Regions from separate parts of the Mus musculus genome. Here region 2 is linked to region 1. The links are chromatin contacts, called in public HiChIP or PLAC-seq maps. All regions are on one chromosome and are shown on one strand. Each heading gives the region's core, a stretch centred on a gene start, on an enhancer-like site or on the middle of the called end of the contact. The rest is flanking DNA. Distances are from core to core; before and after follow the strand shown.

Region 1 (3,286 bases), core at 272-2,771:
GCTTGAGGGCTGGAAGATGTCCAGAAAAGTATGACTCAGGGAGAAAAAGACTACTCCCAAAGCACGCAGGGTGGAGTGTCAGGGCCAGCACAGTAACATTCCCAGTGGGGAGACCGGCTGTCTGCAGAGCGGAGACACTAGGGCATAGATTTGCTTTCACAGAACAAGTGAAACGGAACAAAAGGGTTTTTTTTTTTTTTTTTTTTCTTTGACTTCTCATTCTCAGAGGCCCAGTTTCTGCAGGTGTGTGTTTTGCTGACACCTCGTCCTCCGTGTTATTTCAGACGAAGTTCACTTCAACAGTATCTCCACCCCACTCCCACCCCAACTAACTGGCTGCAGAAAGGAGACATTCTGTCGCCCCTGTCCCCTGCCAGCCTACTGACGTTAGGCAGAAAGTAAGCAGTACGTCTCCCTCCAGTGCACTTGTTTGAGGGTTTCCCCTCCTTGTTTTCCTTTCTTCTTGGCCAGCCAAAGCCTCTTGTAGAATGGAGCCATCATGGGACAGTACTACCTTCTCCTCAAGTCAAAAGCAGCTGATGTTCTGCCCACCACTGCTCCCAGTTGCATCCTCTCTTCCATTCTCTCGTTCCCGGCATAGAGGAAGCAGCTCAGCAAGAGCACAGCCTTGCTTTACTGGCTGCTGGTAGATCACTTTAGCTTTTCCATTCCTCATTCAGCTCAGCTGGGAGTCTGTTCCTCCCACAACTGGCCACGATGACTAATGAGGCCACATCCGTGGTCAGTGCGGCATCATATTCTGCATGGAGGTGCCTGATGGAGGCACTCTCCTCCTTATCTTGATAAGGCTCACACCAAGGAAAGAAGGTGAGCTATTCATGTCCAGCTAAGCCAGCAGTAGTTGTTTCTCTGTGCTCATTTGTCTGCCCAGCACTTCTATGGGCACTCACTGGGCTAGCCTTCATGTTCTCTGGTGAGTGAGTACTTTTCAGTGACAAGTGTCACAAGCAGGGCATACAATAAGGACTTATGCTCAGCACCACCCAGAGCAAGAGGAATAATTTTGCCAGGAGTAAGTCTATATTGTGTCCTTTCCTATGAGGTTTTGGTTATAAAAATGGCATTGGTCATTTTCTAAGTTCTGAATGTAATCTACTCTCTTAAGACAAGATTTCATATAGCCCCGAATAACCTTGAGCTCTCCATGTAGCTAAGGCTAACCTTGACCTCCTGACCCTCCTGCCTTTGCCTTGCAAGTGCTGAGGTTACTAAGGTTACCGGTGTGTACCAGTACACCAGCCCCCCTCCCTTTTTGAGACAGATGACACCGGCATGTAAATCTAACTGCTCAGAAGACTGGGGCAGCAGGCTTGAGAGTTTAAGGCCTGTCTGGGAAATTTAGTGAGAGCCCATTACAAATAAAAGTTAAAGAAAGAAAGCACAGTGGTAGACTTCTTGCCTAAAATCTGCCAGCGAAGGGCTAGAAGTATAGCTCAGGGGTAGAGCCCTTGCCTTGAAGGCAGGCACTCCACCAATGAGCTGCACCCCTAGCTCTTGCTTTTGTTCTTTAGGCCATCTGTCTTTAGGATTTACCATCCCAGTATGGAGTCTGCAGGCTTCCCAGAGGGCATATGGGGTATTTAGTTTACTACTGGAGAAGTCAGTGTGCCCTCTTGCCCACTGTTCTCCTTTAAAGGTTTCAGGGTCTCAAGGTATGTGATCATGATCCTCTTCCTGGAGCTGGTCCTGGGGGAGGAAGGGTTGGTCACAGTCTGCTGTTTCTGATCCTCAGAGCTAAGACCAGAAGAACAGAGCAAACCCAGTTTGCTGAACTCAGTTCCTGGTTTACTGCCGAGAAGGGAAACAGTTACTGATGTATTTCAGTTGCCTCTGACTTCCTGTTCTTTGGATTTTTGTCAGTTTTAGTTAGGAGTTTCTTCATGTTTATTTACAAAGACTTTGGGAAACTGTGTTGAAGAGGGAATCCCTCTCTGCCTGGATCTGTGCCAGACACTGGGGATAGGTTCTGAGCAAAAGTTGGATTCTTGGTAGGATGTGCAGGCAGCCTGACTTGCCCAAAGTGCTACTGCATCCTGAGGGTAGGAGAGGGAGAGAGTACACAGTTCTTAACCCAGGCTGGGACGATGGATTGGTTCTAGGCTGAGCCTTGCTCAAGGTTGTGAACATGCCTCACATGGATATAGTGCAAGAGTCCACAGGAAGCTTGATGTTTCCCAGTAGCTGTGGCTAAGAGGATGAAGCTTGGAAGTAAGTAACAATGCAGTTGTGGGCTTAGAAGGGGGCGTCACAGGACATGAGGAAGATGCCCATGACCAAGAACGAGCTTGGTGATGAAAAGAAGATGCAGACTGAGGTACCCCAGAAAGTCTTTGGGGCAGGTGTTCAGGATTCCAGCTGGGCAGCTGCCAGGGTTTGGAAGAGCACAGAGTGGGCTGACATCTAGAAGCAACAGCTGACACACAGATCAATACATTGGTGCCAGGTTTAAAATTTGACTCACTTTCCTTTAAAATAATCTCAGTACACCAGGCTCTATGCAAGCTTGACAGTATCCCTCTGTTCAGCCCTATGTGGATGCTGGGAACATCTCCAGTGGTTTTAGAAGAAAGTCTTGGGAGTGTGGAGACATGTTGCCTCATCAGGATATAAAAAAAGTGCTATCTTTAGAGCTCCAGGTACATGATCAAACCTCTCAGACTAGCCAGAAGCAAGACCCTCCCCTACTCTGTTCCCCTTCTTCCTTCCTTCTTCTCTCTTTCCTTTCCATTTTTGAGACAAAGTCTTATGTTCTCTGCTGGCCTTGAACCTGCTATGTAGTCGAAGATGACCCTGAACTTGGAATTCTCCTGCCTTAATCAAGGGGTATGTGTGTGTGGTGCTAGAGATGGAACCCAAGGCTTTGTGTATGCCAGTGAAGCACTCTTAATAAGAGTGCTTATAGCCCCTGATCCCTTTTGGTATTTGGAACAGGGTCTTCATATTCTGTTGCCTTAGTTGGCCTTAAATGTGTGGTGACCCTCTTGCTTCAGCCTCCCAAGTACTAGGGGTTATGGGCATGAGCCACTCTAACTAGCCTGATTATTCAGAAGCCCTCAGTGAAATAACAGGCTCAGTCTGAACAGAGAACTAATTTGGTGGGGTCACCTATTTTGATTTCTGGACTTTTTAAAGGAAACTTTAAAGCCACAAGCAAAATATCTTTGGACGTGGCCTGAAATGACGCTTTAGTCACCCCACAGCAGTGTCCTGCTGCTGGCAAAACAGTACCTTAGCAAGGGCTTCTGGAAGCTTGGGAGTTGTTACT
Region 2 (3,047 bases), core at 309-2,808, 290 kb before region 1:
CTCCAACAGTGCTGCATTATAAGTGCAAGCAGCCATGCCTGGCTGTACGTGTCATTCCCAACTTAAATCAAAGCATGTGAACGAACAAGTTAGAGATAGCAACTAAAACTCAGACACTTTAGGTAAGTGCCTGGAGGTCCTGGGAATATGATCTAGTCCCCTCTTTCTCCTCTCCTGATGAACCCCAGGATTCACCTCTAGAGTTCACACATATGCCCCTGATCCCAGGCCCCAAATCTCCTGTGTTACATAGTCTCAAAACTCATTGATGCTCTTGATTGGAACTTTATCAGAGAAAGTGAAGTTCCAGGCATGGCCAGCAGGTGGCAGACACACCCCGCTAATGGTGACTCCTGCGTTTTCCTGCCTCCTTGAGTGAGATTTTCCAGCAAGAGGTTCTTTAGAGACTCTCTCACAGACCAGAGTCAAATGCAATTTTAAATGCTGTGCTCCATACACGGCCCTCAGCTGACTCAGAAGTAAGACAAAGTATGTCACCCAAGCTAGCCTTGAACTTTTGATTCTTCTGCCTCAGCCTCTTCAGTGCTGGGATAACTGGGCCTGCTCCGTGGTGGCACACTCAGGCCTCCAGAATATTTCAAGAGATAGTGATTCAAGAGGGAAGGCCTGGCCCTGCAGACCCTCAGGGAAGGTTGGGCTCAGCTGCCACAACTGCAGTTCTGGACCCTGAGCAAGAAGACAGCAGGAAGAAAGGATGTTGAGAAAACAAGCTACAGTTTGACTCTGTGGCTGGCAGTGGAAGACCATGCTTCTCAGCTGCTCAGTTTACCCAAAAGGGGAAAACAAACTCAGTCATTGGGATCACAGACAGGGAAAGGCAACTTCTCAACTCTCATGACCAGTATACCCGGGTGCTGGGGGCGTGGCTCAGTGGTAGAGCCCCTGCCTAGAATCCCCCAGGGAGGGGCTGGGGGCGTGGCTCTTGGTAGAACCCCTGCCTAGAATCCCCCAGTGAGGAGCTGGGGTGTGGCTCAGTGGTAGAGCCCCTGCCTAGAATCCCCCAGTGAGGGGCTGGGGGCGTGGCTCAGTGGTAGAGCCCCTGCCTAGAATCCCCCAGGGAGGGACTGGGGGCGTGGCTCAGTGGTAGAGCCCCTGCCTATCACTCATCTGAGCACACAACCCATGTGACCAGAACTGGAGCCTCTATGGCATCTGAGTCCACAGTGTTCTCCCATAATTCTCTCCTCAGGACCTCCAGGACAGATGGGACCACCTGGACCTGCAGGACCTCCAGGTTCCAAAGGTGAACAGGGCCAGACAGGAGAGAAGGGCCCAGTGGGACCTCCAGGTAAGGAGCCCTGTCCCCTGGAGTGGAGACAGGAGTTTGCTTTGTACCTGGGCATGGGTGGCATTTTGTGTACCTTAATCTTGCTTGTTACCCCAAATTTATTACTTCCTTCTCACCTTTCTCCTCTCCCCAATCTCAGAGGTGCTGCAGGACAAGAGTCTACTGGGACCCTTGGGGTGGGGATGGCGCTGCTAAGGCCCAGGGTTTGTTCCAAGCACCTGAAACCCCATGCAGGAATCCCATGATCCCCTGCGCGCTGCAGAGCTCCAATGCCTGCTCAGGGCTGGCTCACGCTCTGTCCTTGCTCCAGAGTTAAACTACTCCCGAGTCCCAAGACATCTGGCTGGAGCCTGTGCCGATCCCACTCCTAACTCTGTCATGTCCACCCTCTGCTGTCCCTGTGCCAGAAAGAGGAAGATGTCCCACTGACCTCCCAGGAGGACTGTGGGCCCGGAGACTTGTCACTGACTGGACAAATGTCCTTGGCCACTCCTCTTCAGGGCCATAGTTCCCTTGTCTGTAACATCGCAGCCGCTGGTCTCACCTAAAGCCTCTGCTCTTCATTGTAGGTCTCTTGGGACCACCGGGGCCACGCGGGCTCCCTGGAGAGATGGGGCGCCCTGGTCCACCAGGCCCTCCTGGCCCAGCAGGAAGTCCTGGCCTCTTGCCAAACACTCCCCAAGGCGTCCTGTATTCCCTGCAGACACCAACAGACAAGGAGAGTGAGTGCTGGGTCAGGTCGGGGGTGGGTGAGCCAAACTGTCTGTTGAGGGAAACTAGCTTTCGCTAAGGATCCCAGAGAAGCTAAGAGTCGCTAATATCAGGGATCATCCAGGACAGGAGGCCTGGTCGCTCCATGGAGACCGCCTCCAAGCCTGCTCTTGGCCCCAGGCTTAGCTCACCAGGTCTGATGGTTCCCGGCTCCGCCTGCAGCTGGCGAGGCTCCCCCACCAGGAGCACCCCTGAAACATTTTCTTCCCTGTGGTCTCTCACTGTAAGATACTAACAGGTGTTTACTGACACAAAAGTGGCAGAGACCTGCTTGTTCTCAGGGACCACAGTGTGACCTGTGTGAGTCGCAGACCACATAAAACACCTGCTTTGTGGGGGCGCAGAGCATGGGGTCAGAGACTCTGGGTCTCAGGGACCAGAGGGAGGCAGAGGAGAGCAGTTGAAGGAGGAGCAGGTCTGGCTAAGTGCTTAACCCTGATCTTAACCTCACCTTAACCCTAGCCCTGGGGTGATTTAAAAACCTTGGAGGAGCTGGGCTTGGGAGGCTGACACAGTAGACTCAGTGCTAGCTTTAAGTTAGTCTGGGATATCCAGCAAACTCAAGACCTGTCTCAGCTACACAAGGAAACCCTGTCTCAAGAGGGAAAAAAAAAAGCATATTAAAAAAAAAAAAAAGTAGGTCTGGGGCACATGGCTCAGTGGTAGAGGCCCTGCCTAGAGTCCCACAGTGAGAGCCTGGGGGCGTGGTTCAGTGGTAGAGGCCCTGCCGAGAATCCCCCAGGGAGGGGCTGGGGGCGTGGCTCAGTGGTAGAGGCCCTGCCTAGAGTCCCACAGTGAGAGCCTGGGGGCGTGGCTCAGTGGTAGAGCCCCTGCCGAGAATCCCCCAGGGAGGGGCTGGGGGCGTGGCTCAGTGGTAGAGCCCCTGCCTAGAATTCCCCAGGGAGGAGCTGGGGGCGTGACTCAGTGGTAGAATACTTACATAGTACATAGTACATTATGAGCCTTG

What was found. HiChIP or PLAC-seq counts read pairs in DNA pulled down with a chosen protein or histone mark.
Region 2: a CTCF HiChIP or PLAC-seq map of large pre-B cells shows a contact between it and region 1, with 3 times the contacts expected there. The contact joins two enhancer-like sites. A contact is called at or near these places in 1 of 15 datasets of contacts at CTCF or cohesin (large pre-B cells), 2 of 484 Hi-C or Micro-C datasets (embryonic stem cells and myocytes) and 1 of 9 other capture datasets (embryonic stem cells).

Annotation. Positions count from the first base shown.
Region 1 is chr5:136,462,991-136,466,276 of GRCm38.p6, reverse strand. The region is part of intron 2 of Cux1 (cut-like homeobox 1); the gene reads left to right. Among named protein-coding and RNA genes, the nearest start is that of Gm16599, 72 kb to the right of the region's middle. Within about 2 kb of position 1,521, at least 99 of the 459 cell types and tissues checked have an H3K27ac peak or open chromatin away from gene starts, as enhancers often do.
Region 2 is chr5:136,753,177-136,756,223 of GRCm38.p6, reverse strand. Col26a1 (collagen, type XXVI, alpha 1) reads left to right here. Exons shown (of 13, transcript NM_001346699.1): 6 at 1,211-1,309; 7 at 1,879-2,031. Among named protein-coding and RNA genes, the nearest start is that of Myl10, 61 kb to the right of the region's middle. Within about 2 kb of position 1,558, at least 22 of the 459 cell types and tissues checked have an H3K27ac peak or open chromatin away from gene starts, as enhancers often do.